2 separate regions of the Ovis aries genome follow, and region 1 is linked to region 2. Evidence: chromatin contacts called from public Hi-C data. All regions are on one chromosome and are shown on one strand. Each heading gives the region's core, a stretch centred on a gene start, on an enhancer-like site or on the middle of the called end of the contact. The rest is flanking DNA. Distances are from core to core; before and after follow the strand shown. Region 1 has its middle 3.2 kb from the start of TRNAR-CCU. Region 2 overlaps LOC132658655 (a long non-coding RNA gene).

What was found. A called contact is a pair of places that touch in the nucleus more often than the background predicts.
Region 1: a contact with region 2 is called in a Hi-C map of liver, with 6 times the contacts expected there. The contact joins two enhancer-like sites. A contact is called at or near these places in 2 of 16 Hi-C or Micro-C datasets (liver and skin fibroblasts).

Annotation. Positions count from the first base shown.
Region 1 is chr25:7,216,884-7,222,212 of ARS-UI_Ramb_v3.0, reverse strand. No RefSeq gene overlaps it. Among named protein-coding and RNA genes, the nearest start is that of TRNAR-CCU, 3.2 kb to the right of the region's middle. Within about 2 kb of position 3,057, at least 32 of the 54 cell types and tissues checked have an H3K27ac peak or open chromatin away from gene starts, as enhancers often do. A contact at or near this core is called in liver, where this site is marked.
Region 2 is chr25:7,022,406-7,028,231 of ARS-UI_Ramb_v3.0, reverse strand. All of the region lies in intron 1 of LOC132658655 (a long non-coding RNA gene), which reads left to right. Among named protein-coding and RNA genes, the nearest start is that of TRNAR-CCU, 190 kb to the left of the region's middle. Within about 2 kb of position 2,736, at least 7 of the 54 cell types and tissues checked have an H3K27ac peak or open chromatin away from gene starts, as enhancers often do. A contact at or near this core is called in liver, where this site is marked.

The sequences.
Region 1 (5,329 bases), core at 1,808-4,307, 190 kb before region 2:
TACTGAGTCATTACATGCCTACTGCAGTAAACATTTTAGTTCGTAAAATTACAAAGTCTATTTAGAAACTGCCCGTTTTTCTTTTTTGCTGTGTCTTGCTGCATGTGGAATCTTAGCTCCCTGACCAGGAATCGAACCTGCGCCTCCTGCAGTGGAGGCGCGGAATCTGAACCACTGGACCACCAGGGAAGTCCCAGAAACTGCACTTGAAAAAGAGAAAAACCAGAATGTGGCTCCAGGGAGATGAGGTGTATTGCACTGGGCGGGGTGATCTCGCTTTTTCTTAGAGACAGGAAGAAGCTTTTAGAGGATCCTGTCTAGAGCTTTTAAAGCTTTTAATAGGGGATGTTTACTGAAGGGGAACATGGCAGCTTTTAACAGGTGACATTGTTTACTGAAGGGGGACATGGCGGGAGGAGGTTGGGGGAACCCCACGGGGAGTGGAAAGCTGCTCGGGGCTCCTCCCTCCTCCCCTAATCCCAGACACCCATTCCCTGCTGGCCACCTCAGCTCTGATGGGAGACTGACTTGGACCCAGTCTGACCCACTTTCAAATTCTGGGGAGGAAGAACCAGATTGGGTCGCCTGGGACAGCTGTCCATCTCTTGGGTAGTCAGTCGTCATCTGGGAATGCAGTGACGACGTACAGACGTGGTGTTAGGGCGTCTGCTGGCGTGGTGGGGGGTCATGACAACTGTGGTCCAGGCAAGCACCTCAGAAGTGCCCACGAAGAGACCTCTGGTGCTCCTTCTCTGGTGGTGGCTGGGACTCTGTGCTCCCAACATAGAGAGTCCGGGTTTGATCCTAGGTTGCAGAACTAAATTCCCCATCCCACAATTAAGAACTGGTGCAGCCAAATGAAAAGTAAAGTAAAATAAAATGAAAAATTAAAAAAAATTGGCTATGGCACTGTGGAACCCTTTGTTCATATAAGATCTTTTATTTTCAATTGTAGAAGACGTTTTCACAATCGATAGCCAGACAAAACATAAAAAATCATTACAAGTGCAAGCCATAATGGAAACATGATTAAACTAACAATATAAAATAATTACATACTATTTGGGGGCCAAGCAGAGTGATGTGGTAAGTGGAAGGGCATCCATGCGCGTGTTTTCGTCTGCCCAGTCATTCTGTCTTTTGTGCATTTAATCCATTTACATTTAAGGTAATTATCGATATGTAGGATCCTATTACCATTTCCTTAACTGTTTTGGGTTTATTTTGTGTATTTCTTTTTTCCCCCTTCTCTTGTGTTTCCTGCTTAGAGAAGTTCCTTTAGCATTTGTTGTGAATCTGATTTCAGTTCAGTTCAGTTCAGTTCAGTCGCTCAGTCATGTCTGACTCTTTGTGACCCCATGGACTGTCGCCTATCAGGCTCCTCCTTCCATGGGATTTTCCAGGCCAGAGTGCTGGAGTGGATTCCCATTTCCTTCTCCAGGGGATCTTCTCGACCCAGGAATCGAACCCGGGTCCCCTGCATTGCAGGCAGACACTTTTACCGTCTGAGCCACCAGGGAAGCCCAAAGCTGATTTAGTGGTGCTGAATTCTCCTAACTTTTGCTTGTCTGTAAGATCTTGCCTAGCAGCCAACTATGGAAAAAAATGGACAAAGGCCGAGTTGTTCTGGTAAAGGAGGTGGTAACCAAAGTCCCGCCAAACTGATATCCCTCTGCTAGTGCTGAGGAGTGAGTTTTGAAAACTGTGGATCTCACTGTATCTCCTGGTTTTATGGAACAGGTTCAGACGGTAAAGAATCTGCCTGCAATGTAGGAGAGCTGGGTTCGATCCCTGAGTGGGGAAGATCCCCTGGAAGAGGGCATCGTAACCCACTCCAGTATTCATGCCTGGAGAAGCCCATGGACAGAGGAGCCTGGCGGGTTAGTCTATGGGGTCACAAGAGCCGGATAAAACTGAGCACAGAAGCTAGCACATGAGGTCACTGCCTCAGAGGTTCACAGCAGCTCAGCGTCAGGGTGTGAAGAGCATCAAGAGCCTGGACTCCTGGGGGAACGTTCTTATGGAGGTCCACTTGCTCCTTGATTCCAGGTACCAAACACACAACAGCTGGCAAAGTCTCCTATTTTAGTAAAATGCCTCTCTTTGGAAAGAAAGCTATTTGTGGAGTTCTAAGCCAAATTGATTTTGATTTACAGGGTTGAAAAAAGAAAAAAAAGAAAGCAACTACAGTCAAATGAAATGCCAGGAGATTTGTGTCCTGAGCTGGAAGTTTAGCCTGATTAGGTTTCCGTAGGTGTGCTCACCTTGCCTCGTCTCGCTCAGCATCCTTCTGCCCTCGCTCTCCCTTGAACATAGACGAGGGTCTGAGGGCCCAGAAAGGCTTGCTCTGGTCACTGACCACTTTTCCGGTTGCAAATACGCTTTGGTGTCTCTCATGGGATAACGCCTCCAGGCAACGCCTGTGTGTGGGTAGGCAGAAGCTAAACGAAGCAGGAACCTGGTAAGCTTGGTCGCCTCTATCCATTTGGGTTATTTTATTTTTCAAAAAGAAGCTCATCTTATTTGTCCTTCGGGAAACACAATTTATATCTTATCTATTTATTTATTTATTTGTCTGCATCGCAGCATACTGGATCTCTGATCTTCCTTGTGGCATGGGGAATCTGTAGCTGCAGTACGTGGGATCTCATTCCCTGACCAGGGATCGAAGCCGGGACCCCTGCGTCGAGACTGCAGAGTCTTAGCCACTGGACCACCAGGGAAGTCCCTCCACTGGGGTTTTTAAGGGTGCACTTGGGGAGCTCTCTTGGCCGTGTCCTTGCAAACCATTCTAGGGAAGAGTTTGGCTATGCGGCTGGAGGCTGGCCCCCGGCCATCAGCTGGGTGCCCTTTGAAAGTCCGGCCGCTCCTCTCTCCACAGGGCCGTGGGGGCTGTCCAGAGGCTCTGCCCTGCACCTCTGCCCTGCGCCTGCTCGCTCAGCCACTGGATGGCACTGTTAGAACTGGAGAAAAGAGGCTTCCTCCCCTGAAACCGTTTTCCCTCATTCCAATCCTCTCCAAACTGTCATTTCCACCCACCTCCTTCCAAACAGAACAGAACAAAATCATTTCGTAGCCTGTTCCTGTTGCTCTGCCCCCAACCCAGTCTGCCCTGTCCGTCCCTGGGTGCCTGCAAAGAGGAGTAGCCCAGCTGCCTCCTTTTCTGCCCTCAGGGTCCCCTCTGTCCATCCTATTTTTGCATCTTTATCATTCTGTGTGTGGTGGGGGTGGGGGCCCCTCTAGAGTTTCAGGCAATCTAGGGAAGCAGCAAGGGCCGTGAAAGACTTATAAGGACCTGGGGGCCTAAAAGAGAAAGCAGAAGTGCCTGCAATCCTTCTGGTCGCATGACTTGTGTTCTAGAAGGAAAAAGAAACTAGGGCTGCATGCACAGAGGCAGCGTGGAGCAGGGTCACTGGGAGAAGGGGCTGGAAGGGGGAAAGGGGCGGGGAAGAATGTGCCGAGTGCAGGAAACGGGCTCTCGGCAGTGGAATCTTGGCGTCAACTTGGCCACTCAAAAGCTTTCTGTTCCTGGCTTCTGAGCTGCCGCTGTGTCAGAACCCCCTCCGCTGGGTCAAGGGTGGGTAGAGGCCTGAGCAGCCCTCGCCCTCATGCACTGGTTTTGACCCTTGCTTCCCAGTTCTGGCTGCTACTTCCTCTTCCTGTGAGATGTGAGTGGGGAGCAGACTGAGAGGACCAAGAGCTGGAGGAGAGAAAACATAGCTGTCCCCCACGTTTGCACACCTATCTCAGGTCCCCCAGACTGCCCGTCGCTGCTGCCTCAGCTCGCTTCCCTCTCAGGGGAGGCGAAAACAACATTTCTTGGGAGGAATTCGCTCTGAGAAAAGCATTTTCCCCTAACAATGACCAGGAAATCCTGTCTTGACTGATATTCTCAAGGTGTGCTGGCCTCTTGGCAGAGTCATTTGAAGGCTTATTCAACCATGCAAACGCCCATGAGACACGGTTCCCAAACTCTGTGGAGGTGTGCTGGCCACACCCCTCCCCTTGGCCAACCCTGACCTTGAGCAGGGAGCCCGGCCAGCTCGCCCAGCCTGCCTGCAGGTGGGAGGTCTCTCTGCTGACTCAGGCCCAGACTGGGTCAGGTGCCTGCCTTCAGTCCCATGAGTAATACCCTGCCTGTCCTCTGCAAAGGGCCTTCCCAGGATTAATGAATTAGTCACCCCCCGGGAGAGCGAGGGAGCAGGTTATGGTCATCCTCATTAAGGCCTTGCCTCATAAGGCCTGCCTCAGGCCAGTGAGCGTCTGGATGTGGGTGCAGGCAGACAGTGGCTCAGGGTGTCCCAGGGAGAGGCCCCTCCAGGGCGCAAGGGAGGCTGGAGCTTCTCACTGGGCAGCTGGGGGCTTCACCCACTGAGGGCCGAGGGGAGGGGACTGGAGAGTCTCAGGTCCACGTGAGAAGATGCAGACAGTTTGACACAGGCTCAGCCACGCAGTTCCACAGTCTGCTCTGCACAATTCAGAAACTGACGCCGATGGGCCTCCCACCATTCTGCCCCTCCAAGCAGGTCGTCCAGATATTTATGAAATGCGCCTCGGAACCCTTTCCTTTCTGTGTCTGCGTGGGGATTTCAAATGACTAAAAGTGATAAAGCACAGGTCATTATAGGACCCTGCAAAGCAAAAGCATGTTGTGAATGCCTAGGAGAGCAGGGGCCCCACGTCCCTCTGGGTCACGGGGCCCCCAAAGAGGTTTGTCTTCTTTCGGGAGCAGGACACAGGTGAGAGAGCTTTAGGAGGTAAGAATGTGTCCTGATGGCAGAGCTAGGACCCAAGCACCTTCTGGAAGCCAGACAGCAGAGCAATCCTTTCGGTCAACCCTGTCTGCAGCTGCTTTTTATAAACTTGGCATAAATACGTGCTTGGAAATGCCCGGGCAGTGTATCTGGAAAATATTTTCTACCATTTGAAAATACACACACACACATATACATGCTTAGAAAGGAAAAAAACACACACACAACAGAAACCGTGCATGTTACAGAATGCCTTCACTTGCGGTTTTTTTCCATTACTTCCTCAGTTCATTTTTCTGCTGCCAATTTTAGAAGGCCATAAGTCATAGTTGTTGTTAAACTTTGTCAGTTAAAATGTAACTCTAAGAACAAGTCATATGATCCATTGGAGCCAAATGGCCTTTTGGAAAGCGTGGTGGTGGGAGGTAGGAGAGCCAGCCCTGGCGTCTCTTCTCTGCTGTGTGTTATGTGTCCTGCCCACGAGAAAACAGAGTCCCCTGTTGCTGGCCTCGGCTCCCAAAGGCCACTGATCCGAGGGAGGGAGGCTTTTCAACTTTTATTCTGTGTGACCCAGG
Region 2 (5,826 bases), core at 1,487-3,986:
CCTCTTGGGCACATGAGGGGGTGGAAGTGACATAATTACAAACTGCTGTCAACATGAAGTGTTCTAGAGGGCTTCCAACCCAATAAGAGAAACCACAGAATTGCTGGCTGAGAGGGAAAAATATGTTTAAACATCAACAGTTCAACTATCTGTGGCATCCCAAGCCTTCCTTCAAGTTTCTCTTGTCATGATGTAGTAACAGCTGAGAACAGTCAGCCCTGGGGATGAGGAGCTTCAGTCTGTTCGGCACAGAATGTCCTTGGCTCCCGGGCGGTTCTCAAACGGAAGCAGCTCTGAGACCTGGGAGGCCCAGCTGGGGGCAGCTCTGGGTGAGCGGCGGGCCATGCTGGTACTGGCAGAGCTGAGCCTTCGGATGGAGCTGGATGAGCAAGGAATTGAGGAGAGGAAGGAACCGGTCTCCAAGGGCCACAGAACAGCACTGTGCCCCTGCTCTTAGGAGGCTGGTGAGTACGTCTGGGCCTGACACCCTCTGATCCCCCTTGAAACCGTGTCCCCTCTTGCAGAAGTGCAATGGGGGTGACATCTGCATCAGATGATGAATCATTGCAGAGGTTCCCAGGTAGTGCTGTTGGTAAAGAATCTGCCTGACAATGCAGGAGACACCAAAGATGCAGTTTCGATCCCTGGGTCAGGAAGATCCCCTGTGATAGGAAACGGCAACCCATCCCAGTATTCTTGTCTAGAAAATTCCATGAGCAGTGGAACCTGGCAGGTTACAGTCCACTGGGTTGCAAAGAGTCAGACGCGACTGAGCATGCAAGGTCAAGGCAATCCAGCTTGGCTGTAGACGTAGTACTTGGCGTGGAGGGATGGTGACCGTATACCTTTTTGCACAGCTGGGGTGCTATTTTGAAAATAAAAGGAGGTGCTGTTAATGATTACTCTGGGTAACGAGAATAAACTGAAATGGCCTGGGTACAGGGAGCATGTGGTCACTCACCTAGAGGTCATGAGAGACACACAGCTTATCCCATGTGCTTTCCCATGGAAAGGCAGCCAGCTACTCCCCAAGGGTTAGAGAAAGAGTTCCAGTGATTCCTCCTGTGAAGGGCTTGGCCAGTTCTTGTCTTGGGTTTTCCCAGGACAACAGAAGGGTGAATGGGAGGTCTGGTTTAGAGACCCAAGCTGGAGTCCCCACAATCCCTCCCGTTTTCCCAGAGTTTCATATTTTTCAGAAACATTCACAAGATCTACCATTTGATGGGAAAATCTCACCCAACAGAGCAAGAGTGGATATGGCGGCTTGTCATTGGAGGGGTGAGGAACTAGAGGAGCATTTGAGCCCAAAGCCATCAGCCTGCGAGGAGTGAATTCATCTCCCAGTACCTGCCCGAGGGTGGTTCTCTCCACTAAGCTGCCCATCAGGACAATGGCTAAAGTCTGAATGTCTTATAATGCATTTCTACCCAACTGGTAACCTTTTTATAAAAATTACTACTTACTCATGTTTTGGCTGCACGGGATCATTGTTGCTTGCAGGCTTTCTCTAGTTGCAGAGAGAGGGGACGACTCTCTAGTTGTGCTTGGGCTTCTCATTGCGGTGGCTTTTCTTGTTGCAGAGCACGAGCTCTACAGGGCGGGCTTCAGTAGTTGCGGTGCATGGGCTTAGTTTCCCCTCGGCATGTGGAATCTTCCTGGAGCAGGGATCGAACCCATGTCCTCTACATTGACAGGCAGATTCTTAACCATTGGGCCACCAGGGAAGTCCTCGGCTGGTAACCTTTGAGAGAGTGCACAAAATCAGAAAGGACAAACCCCTGCTGTGCATGGAGCAGAGAAGCCCTTTGAGATGGAGAGGGGAGGCTAGGAGCCTGTCCAGGCTGTGCGACCAGGCCTCCACCCAGGTCTTTTGGTGTCCCTGTGGTTTTACAATGGCAGCCGAGCCCAGAACCTGTCAGTTAGAGGCCAGGAGGGCAGCTGGATGCAGAATGCATCACCCTATCCTCCACAGGAGAGGAACTTACAACCCCTGTGATTTCAGGGAACAGCAGGAAGTCAGAGCTGAAAGTGGCCTTGAGACCCACCTCCTCCAGCTTTTTAATCTAAAAGGTGAGGAAGCTGGGGGACTTCCTCCTGGTCCAGTAGTTAGGAATCTGCCTTGCAATGCAGGAGACTTAGGTTCTATTGCTGTTCAGGGAACTAAGATCCCACATGCTGAGCAGCAACTAAGTATGTACATTGTAAGTAGAGAGTTAGTGTGCTGCAACAAAAGATCCTGGGTGCTGCACATAAGGCCTGATGCAGCCAAATAAATAAGTAAATATTTTTAAAAGGTGAGGAATCTGATGTGTAGAGGTGGAGGAGGAGGCCAAACATGTTTATTTCATGCCAAGCATCTCACTTGCACGAATCTCAATTCCTTTGCAAAACCTTCTGAGATAGGAAATCTCATCTGAGATGAACTCTGTTGCCCCAACTAGTTAAGTGGGGAGGCAGGATTTGAACTCAGGCCTCTGCCTACTCCAAACCCACGCTCTTTGTACCCAAGGCCCTGCCTTCCCCTGAGGCGCTCTGTCTGGAATTGGTCAGGCCAAGCTGAAGGGACACTGACCCCGGTCTAGATCTTTTTTAGGTCAACCTTTATTGTAAATATTTTCCCTTTGATTTTGCAACCCTCAGCAATTACTTACCAGGGCTGCGTGGTGAAGATAAGCTTATGAGAGAGGAACCTCCTGCCTCACTCGAGTGAACCACAGTGGTTTCAGGAAGACTCTCAGGTCGTTCAGGGCAATTAACCCCAGCAGTGAACACCAAGTCCATTCTGGAGATATGACCAGGGTTCATTGTTTTGTGATCTCAGAAAAACTGGGTGAGTCAGAGGCAAATCAGGCCTGAGATGAGGTGGTAGGATGTTTTGGCAGGGCCTGAGAGCCCACCCCACTCCAGCAGAGGCCCCTCCTGGCCCTGGGGAGGTGCACAGTTGTGGGACTGCACTGACGGGCCAACAGCAGCCGATTTAGCCCCGCCAGGTAGCCCACTCCCTCGCAGAGACAGTGCCAGGCAAGGTGGGATCCTGTCTGGGGATGGGAGGGGTGGTGGGGAGAGGCAGGTGGATGCGGTCCTGGGCAAGTGACCCCAAGGCTCACTCTCGTGTGGTCATCTCTGATCTATTTTCTCTGGAGATGCTGGAGAATCCAGAGGAGAAGGAGCAGTGGGAACTACATTCCCAAGAAGACCATGTGTCCCAAGAAGGAAGCAACAGTGTCTCACATGGGACTGGTGGTCTGTCTGGACGGAGACTGGGTCCACCAGTGAAGGGTTCAGGGGACTGTCCTTGAGGCAAGAGTCAGCACTGTAGGTCCTGGTGCCCTCCCTCTCTGCCTGCATTCAGGGTCCGGTATTTGTAGTCGTCTGCCTTCTCTCTTGGCTCAGCGCTTACCATATCCTTGAGAAACAGGCCAACACAGGTGGGTCTCTACCCACCAGGCTGATGTTTGGAGCTCTGATCCACACAGAGGCAAACAAACCAGGTTCTTGAGCTCACTCAAGGGAGCCAGCACTCCCTTGAATGAACTTTTTGGCCAACTCAATACATACTAGATTTTGCATCTCTAAAAAAGACGGACATTTCAGATGTCATAATATTACTGTTCGAGACCTAAAAATAGAAATAATTCCTTGCTTTCACCCAATCCAATCCAGATGGAAATTTTTCCGATTGTCCCATTTTTTTTTTTCTAACAGTCGATTCTTTTGAATCAAGTGTGTCATTTGAATTGGTTGAGGTTTTTAAAGGAATGAGGCCAGTTCTGCAGAAACCCCCAGGTCTGGCTTTTGCCTTTCTCTCCCACACTGATGCTCAGCTTACAGTCCTTATTACAGCTGCCCTCAGTTGTGTCCACAGCTGAACTGGCCTTTCTGCTCCGTCTGTATCATGAGCTTTTCTTGGGGACAGGTGCTTTGAATTCCTTGTGGTTCCCAAGAGAGTGCATTGTGCATAATAAGTGTTCTGTTTATTCTCAAAACATCACTGTATCAGAGGAATCACAAGGTTTTTCTGTTTGCCAACTTAAAACTTAAGGGCTTGAGATTTTTGAAACCCTTCCATGAATGGGACTGACTGACTGGGTCCAGAGATGTTTGTGCACAGAGCAGAAGGTAGACCAGATAAACTTTAAGACCCATGATGACTCTACAATACTGGCTGCTGTTCGACTTTGTCCTCCAACTTTGCTCTGGGATTCATCAATATTCTGGTGGTTAGATTCCATGATCTGAGAAAGAAGATTTGGACACACTTTCTTGCCACCACTTTTTACAGCTTGGCAAGGGGCAGAAAGGGTGCCCTCCCCTCCGTGGTTGCTGTGTCATTTAGTGAGATTGCTTGGAGCCAAGGTCTTGGTGTGTCTGGGTGGTGGCACCTCCTGCCCCTTGCTCTGCTTTCTGACCCAACTCTCTGATCTCATAGCCTCTGACTTATTTCTAGAGGTGTAATCTATATGCCATATTGCAAGCGAGTGAGAAAATATGGCTTGGATTATGGAGTGTGGGATTTATTCATTCAACAAGAATTTTCTGAGAATCTGTCATGTACTAGGTCCTGTCTTCCTAGGTTCTGGGGGTTTCAAGGTGGTCAAGATACACTTTGTTGAGAAGGAGTTCACTGTTTAATGAAAGAGAGCATCAGTGCCATGGTGGAAGGGAGCCAGGGCGCTATGGAAGACAGAGAAAGGCAACCATTTCAGTCTGGAGAACTTGGAGGAAGCAGATTCTAAGCCAAGTATTGAAAGGCATATAGGAATTTGCTGAGAGAAAGGGAAGGAGAAGAGGGAAGAACTTTGTAGATGTATTTCAAGGAGAGAGAATAGCATGTGGAATGGGAAACCACATTTACTACATATTTTCAGAGATGTTTGTAATTCACATTTCACAAATAATTATAAAAAGACCTCAGGGAGGTTAAATGATTTAGCTAAGGTGGGGGCCAAAGAAGAATTAGAATTATGGTCACTGATTCTCTAAGAAGCAGTTTAGCACCCTGATTTTATTCCATGCCCATATAGTAGCACCCACTCCCTCTGCTCAGCAATTGAAACACCTCCCCCACCATGCCTGGAGAGTCCCATGGACGGAGGAGCCTGGTGGGCTGCAGTCCATGGGGTCGCTAGGAGTCAGACATGACTGAGCGTCTTCACTTTCATGCATTGGAGAAGGAAATGGCAACCCCCTCCAGTGTTCTTGCCTGGAGAATCCCAGGGACTGGGGAGCCTGGTGGGCTGCCGTCTATGGGGTCGCACAGAGTTGGACACGACTGAAGCGACTTAGCAGCAGCAGCAGCCTCCATTTGTGCCAGGCATGAAAGACTGGGCCAGGAGTGTTCAAGGGGCACACAGTTGCTGCTTTTGGGTAAGGAGGGTTAGGCTTTGTCCACGTTTAGGCAGAATCACAGGGCTCCTTCACAGAATCCTCATGACTTACCTGGTGACTGGAAATCCTGTCTTAGGGAATGGGAAATTTCCTCTTCCTAAAGTTAATGCACACTGTTTTATATTGGCTGCTTTTGAACTGTGGTGTTGGAGAAGACTCTTGAGAGTCCCGTGGGCTGCAAGGAGATCCAATCAGTCCATTCTAAAGGAGATCAGTCCTGAGTGTTCTTTGGAAGGACTGATGCTAAAGCTGAAACTCTGGTACTTTGGCCACCTCATGTGAAAAATTGACTCATTGGAAAACACTCTGATGCTGGGAGGGATTAGGGGCAGGAGGAGAAGGGGACAACAGAGGATGAGATGGCTGGATGGCATCACCAACTTGATGGACATGAGTTTGGGTGAACTCTAGGAGTTGGTGATGGACAGAGAGGCCTGG